Regions from separate parts of the Macaca mulatta genome. Here region 1 is linked to region 2. A link is a contact called in public Hi-C data. All regions are on one chromosome and are shown on one strand. The core of a region is the stretch at or near the end of the contact, and the rest is flanking DNA. Distances in the headings are between cores, read along the strand shown. Region 1 holds the start of APMAP (adipocyte plasma membrane associated protein). Region 2 holds the start of ACSS1 (acyl-CoA synthetase short chain family member 1).

What was found. A called contact is a pair of places that touch in the nucleus more often than the background predicts.
Region 1: a contact with region 2 is called in a Hi-C map of blood, with 4 times the contacts expected there. The contact joins the promoter of APMAP here to the promoter of ACSS1 in region 2. A contact is called at or near these places in 10 of 14 Hi-C or Micro-C datasets (CD4 T cells, blood, cortical neurons and 5 more).

What each region holds. Positions count from the first base shown.
Region 1 is chr10:59,163,692-59,169,959 of T2T-MMU8v2.0, reverse strand. It overlaps APMAP (adipocyte plasma membrane associated protein), which reads right to left and starts at 4,883. Exons shown (of 9, transcript NM_001266050.1): 1 at 4,724-4,883. The coding sequence starts at 4,818.
Region 2 is chr10:59,089,245-59,095,364 of T2T-MMU8v2.0, reverse strand. It overlaps ACSS1 (acyl-CoA synthetase short chain family member 1), which reads right to left and starts at 4,578. Exons shown (of 14, transcript XM_015149622.3): 1 at 4,211-4,578. The coding sequence starts at 4,541.

The sequences.
Region 1 (6,268 bases), core at 3,634-6,133, 74 kb before region 2:
ACCAGTGGCTAGGACACTCTTCAACCCAAGTGATTTTCTTGAAGTGACCTAAAGTCTTCCAACACAACAGAAATGAAGTACTTGTACAATAAAGCAGGGCTGGTTACAAGTAAATGACAGAAATGCTTCTGACAGTGTGAATCCCAAATAGAGACAAGCACACGGAAAGGTGGATGGTGAAGATGTGTGGCTGCCAGCCCTGAGAGCTGCCCTCACTGCAGTCTGGTACTGAGTCCAACAGGGATGTTCCTGTCCTTAAAGGAAGCTGATGCCCTCACCTACCCCACTCCCAGTAGAGGAGACTACCTCTAGGGAAGGTGCATTGTATTTTTACCTTATGACTGTCACTACAAAAAGTAACAATCTGGCCAAAGCGCTACTTTGTTTGTCCTTGCCTAACCTGATTCTACCTAAGGCAGATCTTCCTCATTTGTCTTGACTCCAACATTGTGACCTCTACTTTACCACACTGCAGCTTACATTTTTAAAATCTTGATGTGGTAATCTGATTCAGAGCTGGTGGCACCCCATTTAAATATCTGGTTGCCCCTTCACACAATGAAGTCTCAATTATGTCCCAAACAAAAAGTCCAGCCAGGACTGAAAGCCACGGGGCTTACAGCCAGAAAGGAGGCCAAAAGTCCAGAGACAAAGATTTGTGTCCCAGTGCTGGGGGATCTAGCAGTAACACTCTCTTAAAGCTGGAGAAGAATTTAGAGGCCACTCAGGCAACTGTTCCCAAAGGCAGCCAACTTCTGGATGGGTTCCATCAAGATGACCTGGGCCAGAGATTCTGGTTTGGTAGGTGCAGGGCGGGCCTGCGAACTCTTTCATCCGTTGTTCCTCATGTGCAGCTGGACACCACTCACTCTATCCAGCTCCCTTCCCAGTCAAAACTTCACCAACATCTCCCCAACCTCACCCGATCAGCATCCAGCCTCCACTGGAACGTTCTGTGCTCACACAGTAGAAATACTAGCTTAAATTTAAACAAAACTCCTTGAGCAGCACTGTCCAATAGAACTTTCTGCAATGATGGAAATACAATAGCTACTAGCCATGTGTGCTTCCTGAGCACTTGAAATGGAGTTAGCTTGTTATATAAACGAGGTAAGCCCAGCTCCTGGACCCCTGCTCTGGGTGCCACACTTATTTTAGCCCAAGGTTCGTTAACTTTTTGGCAGGCCCTCGTCAGTGTTGCTTCCTCTAAACTCACAGTTAACTACAATTCTTCTGTCTTTTCTTGGTGTCTGCCTCCCTCTTACTCTTTTTTTAACTTAAATAAAGGACACTGTATCGATCCCTATCCATTTTCACTGACAAAGCACTGCAGGTTCCCAACCTGTGCTGACACATCCAGGAACGCTGGCAACTTATTTCCCAGGTGCAGTCTGAGAAATCAGTTTGTTTGCCCCGATCTCTCGGAAGAGCCTGGAGGGATGCCCATCTCCATGAGGACATCTGCACCCTGAAATTGCCTACACTCTCTAAAGGCAAGAGCACAACGACAGTGATGCAACAGGATTTGACAACTGCTGTTGGCTGGGCCGCGATTTACACAATCTTCTGTAGATTCACCAGCCAATTTGATTTTGAAAGGTATGCTCTAACTCTGCACACAGGACATCAGGGCCTTGGGTCCTGAACTGAAGTCCAACAAGCAGACTCCAAGAGATCAAAATTTACCTGTGATTGTTGTGGAAAACCTGATAGCCCCAAATCCATGAGATACCAGCAATCTCAAGTGTCAAGGTGATTCCTGAAGCCTGAGAAAGCCAAACAGCATCAACTCATCTTTTTTAGTGACAGCATCTTGAATTTGTTCATTTTTCACAATCCTTTAAACGGGGGCTCCTAGATTCATCACTTTATCCTTGAAAAAAAATTAAGAAATCAAGAAACAAGTTTAAAAAGCTATCTGAAAATACACACCTGGGGCAAAGCTGAGACAAACACTCCAGCTGCCTGACTCCTCATGAACTCCTGAATGCCCCATCTGTTTCTCCATACTTCCTCCCTTACTCTTCAGTCTTCAAGAGGAAAAAGGAAAATGGACCTAGCAGAGACTTTTAATTAGACTAAAATCCTTCAGTTTATTGTAAAAGCAGAATTATATGGAATTTAGTGTACTGAAATATATTAAATCCTCAATGTATTTATTCTGCATCCCTAAACAGTCATATACGGACATTAAACAGTTCTCTTCCTAGATAGAACTGTGTTCCAAAGAGAAAGGAACAGTTCCACAGAATACAATTAAGTTTCTAAAGCATTTTGGGAAATCAATGTCAAATAATAATTATAAGCTTGCACTGGTATGTTAAAGTGCTTAGCTCATCTATGTTCCACACTGAATAAAAGAATTTACCAATCAAATTCTCCATTATATCTTAAACACAGTAATTCAAGAGCTTTGGCATAAAATCTTATTTCCAAAGCATAATTTAAAAAATACACTTCTCAATCATTGTCCAGCTGCCGGTTCTATCCTTCTTCATTCATTTCTCTTTTGACTCTATTCTCTGTAATTTCATATAAATTAACTCGCACACACAGACCTCAATGATCTCATCGGCAAAACAAAGCAAACACCACTTTTCACGCCAAGAGTTGGGAGACCAGCCAACATATTGCTAGGGGTCCCTACCACTGCTAAAATCTATGTCTTAGTTCTGTCAGTTTAGTAACATGTCTTTCAAAGCTTCCTTTATTCTATTTAGCACATCTAAAGTGCTAAAGTTTATTCTAACAGTTTCGTATTTTTATTTCTGAATTTAGATTCCTTTACTTCACCCACTATACACAGGCTTCCCTGGCTTATGTTGAACCCTTGAGTTTTAAGGTAATCAAGAATACTATTACATGAACTACTAGAAATGACCACAAAAGAAATGAAAAATATAGGAGAGCTGCAGAAGAAAAATAAGAAAAACAGCTACATATTACAATAATAACCGCAGAAAGGAAGGGTGGTGACAAGACCTCACTTTGAAAGAGATCATTACAAATATACAGAAAAGGGATAAACAAACAAGGACAAACACAGGGAAACAGGAACAATGTTCATGGACAGGGAAGTCAAGGAAATAACATAAATGTAAAAGGCACACTGGAAAAGATCAAGCAGTAAAAGATGACTTTAGAATCAGATTTACTTAGTCATTATGAAAGAAATCCCCACAGAGAACCTGAAAAAAACAATTAAGTCTACTGCTCTGCCCTGGGGCCAGAGGTGTGAGCCAGCAGACTTGAGAGTTGGGACCACCTAACCAGTGCTCTCAGGGGCTGTATGCCCTGGTTTTCAACGCACTGCACCTAATGACAAACTCAGGCCACTGCTCTTTCATTTCTCAGGTACAAATGGCTTGTCTTCAAGATTTCCGTAGGAAAGTGTTGCCAATTCTTGCATGTCCATTCTAAATGGCTCCTCAACCATCAACAGATGATTAATTCACAGTAAGTAGGGTGACCAAATTGTCCCAGTTTGCCCAGGTTTAGCACTTAAAGTTCTACATCCTTGGAAACCCCAGTCCAGGGCAACCCAGGATGGTTGGTCAGGATATATGGGAGCATCTTCCCGATCTTTTCACTGGCCCAAGGTCAACTATCACCGCAAAGTCTTCTCTCTAAATTGCTTCTCTAGAGCCTAAATGCTCCTCCCTGCCATCGTTCTCCTTTAAATGTGTTCCTCTCATCATCAGTCAATAAACTCAGTCTACAGGGGCAAAAACTGCCTCTCATTCATATGTACCCCACCACCTCTCGGCACATTACTGAACAAATATTTCCAGTACTTCTATCAAATATAAGTCAATCTGTTCCACAGCTTCAAGCTTGGTCTGTGGGGCCTCTTGATTCTCCCTGAAACTTAAAAGTTATGAAATTCAGGACACATAATTGAAAAGCGAATTTCAAGTATCTTACATTGAAATCTATATTTGCGGATCATGATTCAGTTTTTAGCTAACAAAACATAGCATTCTTATATTCTAGAAGATGGCAGAGGAGGCTAAAGGACAAAACCTGGTATTTCTGAGGTGTCAACAACTACAGTTTCCTATGTTTCTCCATCCCTATCGGGAAAAACTGCAAGGCTGAATTCTCACAAAAATTGCCTACAATGTCACTTCTGTTCTCCACTCTTTCCAAGAACCGCGGTGAGGACTGGTCACACAGCGTGAAGGGGGCAGGTGCAGAAGAGCAAGTGTAGAAGCCATCTCTTCGCCGGATAACGAGGCAGGACCCCAGCATCTCGTGGGACCTCCTCCCTTCGAGAAAGTGCGAGCGGGGGACCAGGAGGACGCAAGACACTGGCCAGGTAGCTGTGCCCCAGGGGGATCAGATGAGCCAAAGGAATGACAGCGCGAGGGGAGCGAGGGAAAGGCGAGGAAGCAACCGCGCTGCAGGGTGGGGCAGGAGTGAGGGGAGGGAAGGCGCAGGAGCAGCGCGAGACGGTCTAGGGTCCCGGAGAGCCGAGGATAACGCCGCGACTGGGCGCTGGGTGCACCCGAACCTCAAAGACCTGGCAGGTACATCCGCCTTGTCGGAGTCTGCTTCCTCCTCGGAAAAATGAGTTTTTCTTGGGGATGAAACGAGAGGGCTCGGACAAGGCGCTCTGCACCACATCCCCAGGTTACTGTTACTGCCGTCGCCGCTGTCCAGGAGGATCACCCTCTACTCCTCGCGGCCCGGCTTCAGCGCCCGGTCTGCGAGTCCGGCCTACCTGCCGTCCTTAGCCTCCGGGGCCTGGCCATCATCGTCCGTGACGACCTGCGGCCGCAGAGGCCGGCGCTGTCGCAGCCCGTCCGCCTCGCTCATGGTAAGAGCGCCAGCCTGCCCAGCAACCACCACCCCGCAGTGAGCAGCAACGGCTCACGCTGCAGGCCCGCCCTCCCTGGCGCGCGGAAATGACGTTGAGCCCAGGGACCAATCCGCAGCGTTGTCCCGCCCCTTCCGGCCTCATGGGCGGGCGGTCTTCAGCGCGTCGCTCTTCGGCGCTCGGAGGCGAATTTTGAGCGCCCGGGAGCGGCGCTCGGAAACCGCTCAAAGCGAGCACCGGGAGCTCCTGAGGTCCCCGCCCGTCTCGGACTCCGGAGCCCAGAACACGAGTGGTTCCACCTTGGGCTCGCCTAGCTCAGTCCCTGCGCATGCCGCCTTCGTCTTACGTTTCTGAGGACGGGAATGCTCATGACGCACTTGGGAATTGCTGGCCCGAGATGTTGGCCACTTTTATCGTTAGAGAGGATGGCGCTGTTTATGAAATGTCAGCGACCCTGCTCTTACGGGCAGCGTCAAAAATAATGCATTCACACCCTTGGAACGAAGTCACCTCTGCCTGAAAATTACGTCCTTCCCCGACTCATCCGGTTAAGGGGAAAACGGGCTAGAAAATGTTTCCCTCTGGTTAAGGCCAGATGTTGAGTATTAAATCTTTTTGTGACCGTTACAACAGACATTTGATAAAGTTTATTAAGTTTTGATAAAGTGTATTAAGGGTTACCCTTAAGCAAAGGCCAGGTAGAAGTAGAAATTATCACTAACAAAGTTTAAGAAAGCATAGAGTGGCATCGTTCTTTCAACAGTATTGCAGTGAACCAGAAATGTTCCCAGGTGCTGGGAGATGATGGTGGGCAAATCACAGACAAGGCAATTAAGCTTATGGAAATTAAGCTAGTGGGAAAGATGACTTCAATCAGACCATCGTCATAAAATAGACATGTAAAATTATCAAACGTAATAATTGCTTGAAAGGGGAAGAATTGGATCTTGTGAGAGCCTTTGACAGGCAAAGGGATTGAAAGAGAAATCGAATCTGGAGGAAGTGACAGGGAGGATTTCCAGGCAGAAGAAATCAAAGCCTGTTACCAGTGGCACGAGGAATCATGTCTGGAAAAGCCACGTTCAAAATGCAGTGTTACTAACAGAAATAATTTCCTCTTGGAGGCATTCCTGATAGAAACATGCCATTACCTTTTTAAGTGCTAGATGGCACTAGAATTCCATGTGAATGTTTTTTATTTATTCATTCAAAGAGCTGAAGAACCAGCCTGAGGGAAGTGGAGAGCTGTGCAAATCCAGTTCTCCAGAGATCCCAGGTAATAATTCAAGTCTCGGCAACATTTTACTTCATTCTGTGTCATTGAGAATAGCCAGTACAGCCATTAAATCAGGGATAGTGTTAACAAAGTGCTGTATGGTCTGACACCTTCTTGCCTGTCTGGACTGTCCCTCTTGCTCTGCAACCCCCATTTCAGACACTCAGGATGAC
Region 2 (6,120 bases), core at 3,329-5,828:
TTAGGGTTCCTTTTTCATGTAGAGTTACCTGAAAAACCTTTAAAAAGTTACTTGAATCACTGGAGTGACTAGGAGGAAAATGAAGCACAGGCACACAGCGTCTTGCCGCCGTCAGTGTCCTGCCTTCTGAACTATTGGAGGCATGCCACAGAGAGGAAACTACAGCCAACAGAGAGGAACTACAGCAAAAGGGCCTCTATTCCCGCAATTAATCTCCAAAAAGCATCCAAGAAATTTCCCAGTGCTCAATCTTGGTTACAAAGAGGATTTTTACACTCTTGCTTAAGAGTATACACACTGAAAAACATCACTTAAAACAGGGGGTTTAAAAAATAGAGCTTAGCTGTGTGTTTTGAAAGTAACACATGTCATTACCCTCTGGTTCTGCATTTACAACTTCCTGATATCTTGAGTTGATATGCCACAGGGCAAAAACAGCTGCAGAGCCCTACAAAGGACAGAGCCAAATTTCACAGGTGGGAAAGAATCCCTTTTAGAACCTGGCTCTCCAAAGAACCTTCTGCAAGGCAGTTTTACACAACAGAAGCAAGTCACAGAAGGGCACAGACACTCTGTCTACCCTGCCCAGTGGGCCTCAGACACCATAACCTCGTCTGGCTATTGGAGTTGCGGGATGAGCAGGATACTGTGGTGTTTTGAAAGCCACCTCAGCCACCTGCATGCTCTCCGAAGCCTATTCCCCACCTATCCCAGGCTGATCAGATGCAAGCTCATGTGGTCCAGTTCAAATGAAGCTCAGCTCTCTCAGCAGCACTGCTGAAGGCCAAGCACAAGGTCACAGCCTCCCCACATGCTTCATTAATAAATAACAAATGGCCAGTGATTGGGGATGTATAATGTGTTAAGAAAGTGCTGAGTGCCTTACAAGCGTTTTCTTATTTCATTCTAACAGCCCTGGGGTATGTGTGCTGATAGATACTCCGATGGATAACAAAACAGGTGCAAACAGTCAGGTCCCCTTCCCCAGGTCAGAAGATGCCTAATAGTGTCTGTGCTGGTCTCTTGGACCTCTGGTTGCCGGACATTGCCTGGGCCCAGCCACCACGCTGTGACAAGCCCCAGGAGGTGCTTTGGGTCACAGGTCTGGCTGAAGTCAGCCTGCAAGTTGTCCCAAACCAGGCCCCAGACTTGGGAGTGAGAAACAGGCAGATGACTCCAACCTCAGACATTGAGGAGCAGAAGCAAGTGTTAAATAAAATGTATAGGAGGCCACTGGTCTGGACTGAGCCGCATCAGGCCCAATAGATCACACAAAAATGGAGTCACTCTTGCTAAAGTGCCGTGTCACCAAATGGAAACTAAGTTGTTTATCTAGCCTTCTAAGAAACAAGGAGAGTGAGAGATAGCTCGATCTCCAAACAAGCTGGCATAGTAAGGGAGCTCCTTCCACTTTCACCTTTACAGCAAAAGTAGCTTTGAAATAACCAGTCCACTTTTTGTTCTCCGTGTCCGCATTCTTCAGACCCTTCTGTCTATAAAACCATCCTCCTCTGCTCAACTCATCAAACATTCATTCTGTTTTATGGAATTAGGTGTTTCCCAATTCTATAATCACGAAAAAAGTGAATTAAGATCTTTAAACTAAATTTGTCGGAATTTTGCCCTTTGACACAAGTCATCCCCATCTGGCCCTGTCCAAAGTTCTGACCCACAGACTCTGCGAGGAATATAAAATTGTTGTTATCTTGTACCACTAAGCTTAGGGGTGGTTTGATGTGCATCGATAGTAACTAGGACATAATTCAGTTACATACTGCCCTTGTTTTACAGATGAGGAAACATGCAAAGTGCAGTACAGGGAAAGCAAGAAATCAACCCGAGTCCTGATTCTAAAGACACCTGGAGCCACAAAACGGTGTTGCACCATCCACAGCCCATTGTTTGTTTGCTCTTTGTTTAACAGGGCCATGGCCGGGCACTAATCCCAATTCTGTTTCAGAAGTGCCTTCATCTGCCCTGTTTTGAGGCGTACAGACCAGTGGTTCTCAAGCCCGAGTGTCCTCTAGAGCACCTGAAGGGCTCGTTATAAACACAGGTGTCAGGTCCCACCCAGGGTTTCTGATTCCAGATATCCAGGATGGGCTTCAGAATTTCTGTTTCTCAAAAGTTCTCAGGTAATGCTGATGCTGCTGGTCTGAGGACCATGCGTTGAGAACCACTGGTATTCTTGAAGGAGTGAGATGAAGTTTTCTTCAAGAGTGATATTCCTTTGGAACAAGCCATCTGACTTTATCACACACAGCTGACAGATCAGGCCAAAGTGTTCTCACCTATCCCATGACTTTCTAGGGGCTCCCAGAGGAGTCATGGCCTGGCCTGGCCCTTTTTCATACTGTCCCCACTATGGTTTGCAGACACCGACAAAGGAAAGAGATATTGCTGACCCATGAACAGGTGGGCACGCACATCCCGGGGAGAAAGTTGCTGAAAAGCTGTTTTTCAAGTTAGTTTTCTGAAGCTCAATTTCTGGCTAAGGTAGCCGTAAAGGCCATATTATCAGGAGAAATAAGTGAAGGAAAAGGAGACAGAAGAATGCTTGCTGACCACACCCTGATCCTGACCCAGCGAGGTTCAGAAGGTCCTTGCTGTTGGCCCCAGGAGGTCCGCCCCGCTGTCTTATCTGAGTGGGGCTGCAACTGTGCACAGGCCAACTGTGAATGTTCCCCATGACCTTGGCCTCACAAGTCCAGAGCAGGTCACTTTCCATTTCTGTCCTTGGGCAAGCTGCTCTAGTCCCCTTCAAGGGCACATTGCACCAACTCTGCAAACCAAAGGGTTTGGTTTTTTTCCCAGTAGTTAGAGGGCACTTGCTGCTGACTCAAGGTTAAAGAAAACACTTATCTAGTTAAGTGACTCATTTTAATTAAACCAGCAAAGTAATATACAATATCGGGGGGAGGTCCAAAGTTCCTTTCAATTTCTTTGAAAACTAACTACAAGACACTACCAAGACACTACCTACTATGGCTATATCTGCAGTTAAACTAAAATCGCTACTGCCTGTGGGTCACCAGTAAGAGCTGGGTCTGCTGCATACCTTGCAGCACTCAGCCTAACCTCTGAGCATAACTGCCCCCCTCCTCACAATGTGGACACTGAGGGCTAGGGGGGCAGAACAACAGGGATAACTGAGGGAGGAGCTGGAGAAAATGGGGCCCTGGTGACCCTGCCATAAAGACCCTCAAGTCCTTTCTCAAACACTCCCAAATCCAGCAAGCTGGTTATGGCCACTCTTCTGGCCTGCATCCCTCTGATCAACACCGTGTCTGCCAGGCCCTCCCTGCAGGCCCCACACCCAGGCCCACCCTGCATCCAGGGCCCACCCTGCACTTGGCACCCACCCTGCGTGGCCAGCCCTGCCTGCAGTTCAGGGCTTCCCCCTCGCTGCCCAGTCAGCGCCTTAGGTGGGGGCGAGGGTGCAGTGTACGACCCCCAGCCCCAAATCTTAGCAGAGCAGCAGAGGCCTCTGCTCAGCAAGTTTCAGACCACTGACCACCGGGAACCTCAGACCCCGCGGGTCCAAAGCAGGCCTTGGGTCGCTGGGGTGCAGTTCTCTGAGGCCGAGAACGAGAACCCGGAGGCCGCTGTTACTTCCTTCCCGCCCACAGGCCCCAGGCCCGCAGCGAGGAAATAACTGGTTCCAGCTGCCACGCCGGGTTTCCTCCTCCCCAGGTCGCCCGCCACAGCTCTGTTTGTTTATGTGGGCAGGGCTTGTCCTCAGGCTGATCCCCGGGCACCGCAGCCCCCAGTGACAACCGCCACCGCTTTGTTTTTCCGTCCACCCCGGTATAGCAACGGGAAAGTCCCGACTCCAGGGCGCTCGGGTGTAGCCCGCGGCTCCCCGCCGGCTCTGGCTCCGCGGCGCTATGCACTCGGTAACGCAACTCTGGAGTCAGCAGAGCGAGGAGCCGCGCCGAGCAAGGCCAGCAGCGGGGCGTCCCAAGCGGCCACCGGGTCCCCGCGGGCACCGGCCCGAGCTGGGCACGTGGATCTGGGGCCGGATGGGATGAGGGACGGGGTGACGTGGAGCCACTGCTTAGAGCTGGCGGGACGGACGGAATACCGGAGGAGGGGCCCCTGCAGGGGTGCGATCCGCGCAGCCGGGGGACGGCTGCCGCAGGCGAGAGGCTCCGAGTTCCCTCTGGACGCAAGAGTTGGGGGCGACCTGGGTCTCCCGAAGCTCACTCACCAGAGACGTTTAACTGGCCTCCCAGGAACCAGCCGATCTTGCCAGTGCTGAAGTCGCAGTCCCAGACGGTGTGGTAGGGGGTGTCCCACAGTAGAGTGTCCCGCGCCAGAGGCCCCCAGAAGGCGGCCGGCTCCCGGGCTGCCTGTGCACTCAGCGCGGGGTACGAGCCGGGCTGTGAGGCTGCGGCAACTGCGGGGGCGCTGCCCGAGGGTCCCGAGGCCGCCCTGCGCGGCGCGCTCACCCGACACAGCGGCCGCGCGGGCTGCCCCGAGAGCCCTCGCAGGCTGCCCAGCAGCCTCCCGACGCCGCGGCCCAGGCTGCGCGCCGCCATCTAGCCGGACTACCTGAGTTCTCTGTGCTTCCAGAGTGGGTGCCTCACGCCCGGGGCGCCCCTTGGAGTCTCCGCGGGCCCCGCCCCTGCTCCGCCCTTCGGCCACCATCCATTCCTCCAGGGCCCCTTCCCAGAGCCCGCCCGGGTCCCACCCCTTCTGCTGCCCGGGAGAGGGGGGGACGCTTAGGAAGAGGGGAGCAGCGTGGGGAAGGGGTGCAGAGGAGCGCGGGGCGGAGCCCAGGCTCCCAGGCCCTGGCCCAGGCGCTGTGCTCCCGCGGGTCTGCAGTCCCCCCCCGACGTTCCTCGCGTCGGCCTGTTTTGGTTTCAGTTTGCGCGCTCTCCTGCAAGCCCCGACAGCTTCTTCGAGCTGCCAGAGGCACGTGCGGCCCAGGACTAGGGGGCCCTCTGGGATGGGAAGGAGGCGGGAGGGAGCCGGTACCAACGTTAAGAGGGCTGGTGCACCCAAGCGCACTGTTGGGTCCCAAGACGATAGGTCGGTCAGTTCCGCATCTCAGAGGCTGAAGTAAGGTTTTCATGCCTTTGTGCGCCCTTGAGAGTGAACCCCTCCCCTGGCTTCTCAGCGGAATGCGAAGGAGGTTGGCGGGGAGCCCAGAAGCCGGGAGGCTGCGCAGGCCTGAGTCCGTGGTCTGGGGTCCCATGCTCCAGCCCCCCAGCTGCTGGCCTCCGTCCTGGCGGGGGTCACGTTCTGCTGGGGGTCGGTGGTGGGTGATATGGGGCGATGAGGACTTTATCCAGTTGCTCCAGCATCTGTGGCCTGAGTTCAAATTCTGTGACCTTGAGCAAGTTCCGTAACTTGTCGGTGCCTCGTTTTCCTTTTGGGGGAAACGGAAGTAATGCCTCCCTGGGGGACAGGGACGGCGGGGGTGGAGAGCTGCAGTAAGGAATACATCAGACAATGTCTGTCAAGCGTCTACCCTTGCGTGGCCCCATAGTAAGCTCAGTAGTGGGGGTGATGTTTTTGCAGCTGTGGAGCCAGGAAGGACAGAAGGAAACGTATAAAACTGGTCTCCACCGAGTTCTTAAATATTTCGACACCCAAGAAGTAAATTCATAACAAAGGGGTAAACATAGGGGAAGAGAGGTTTTGGAAAACTGGTTTCTTGAGTTCTTTCTGATGTTAAAGTTTCTTTCCCTTGAGCTGTAGGGCTTGCAGAGGGGAGGAGCCTGCCATTAGAGGAGCCTCTGCGTGGGCCAGCCACCAGCCCCTGCTGGGGAATGCTGCTGTCTGCCAGAGAAGACAGGAATGTACCTAAGGGCTGGAGAATCAGTGACATCTACTAGCATAACACATGCCCTGCACAATGCTCGCACTTGACCTGCATTTTCTCCTTTGTTTATTTATTTATGATACTTTTTTAGAGATAGGGTCTGTAGCCCAGGCTGGAGTGCAGTGGTTCCCATCATAGCTTACTACAGCCTGGAACTCCTGAGCTCAAGCGATCCTCCTGACTCAGCCTCCTGAGTATATGGAACTACAAGCGTGTGCCACGACACCCGGCTAGTCTACTTAATTTAAAACTTATCTAGTGCTGTCCACCCCCCACCGACTGTCAAACTC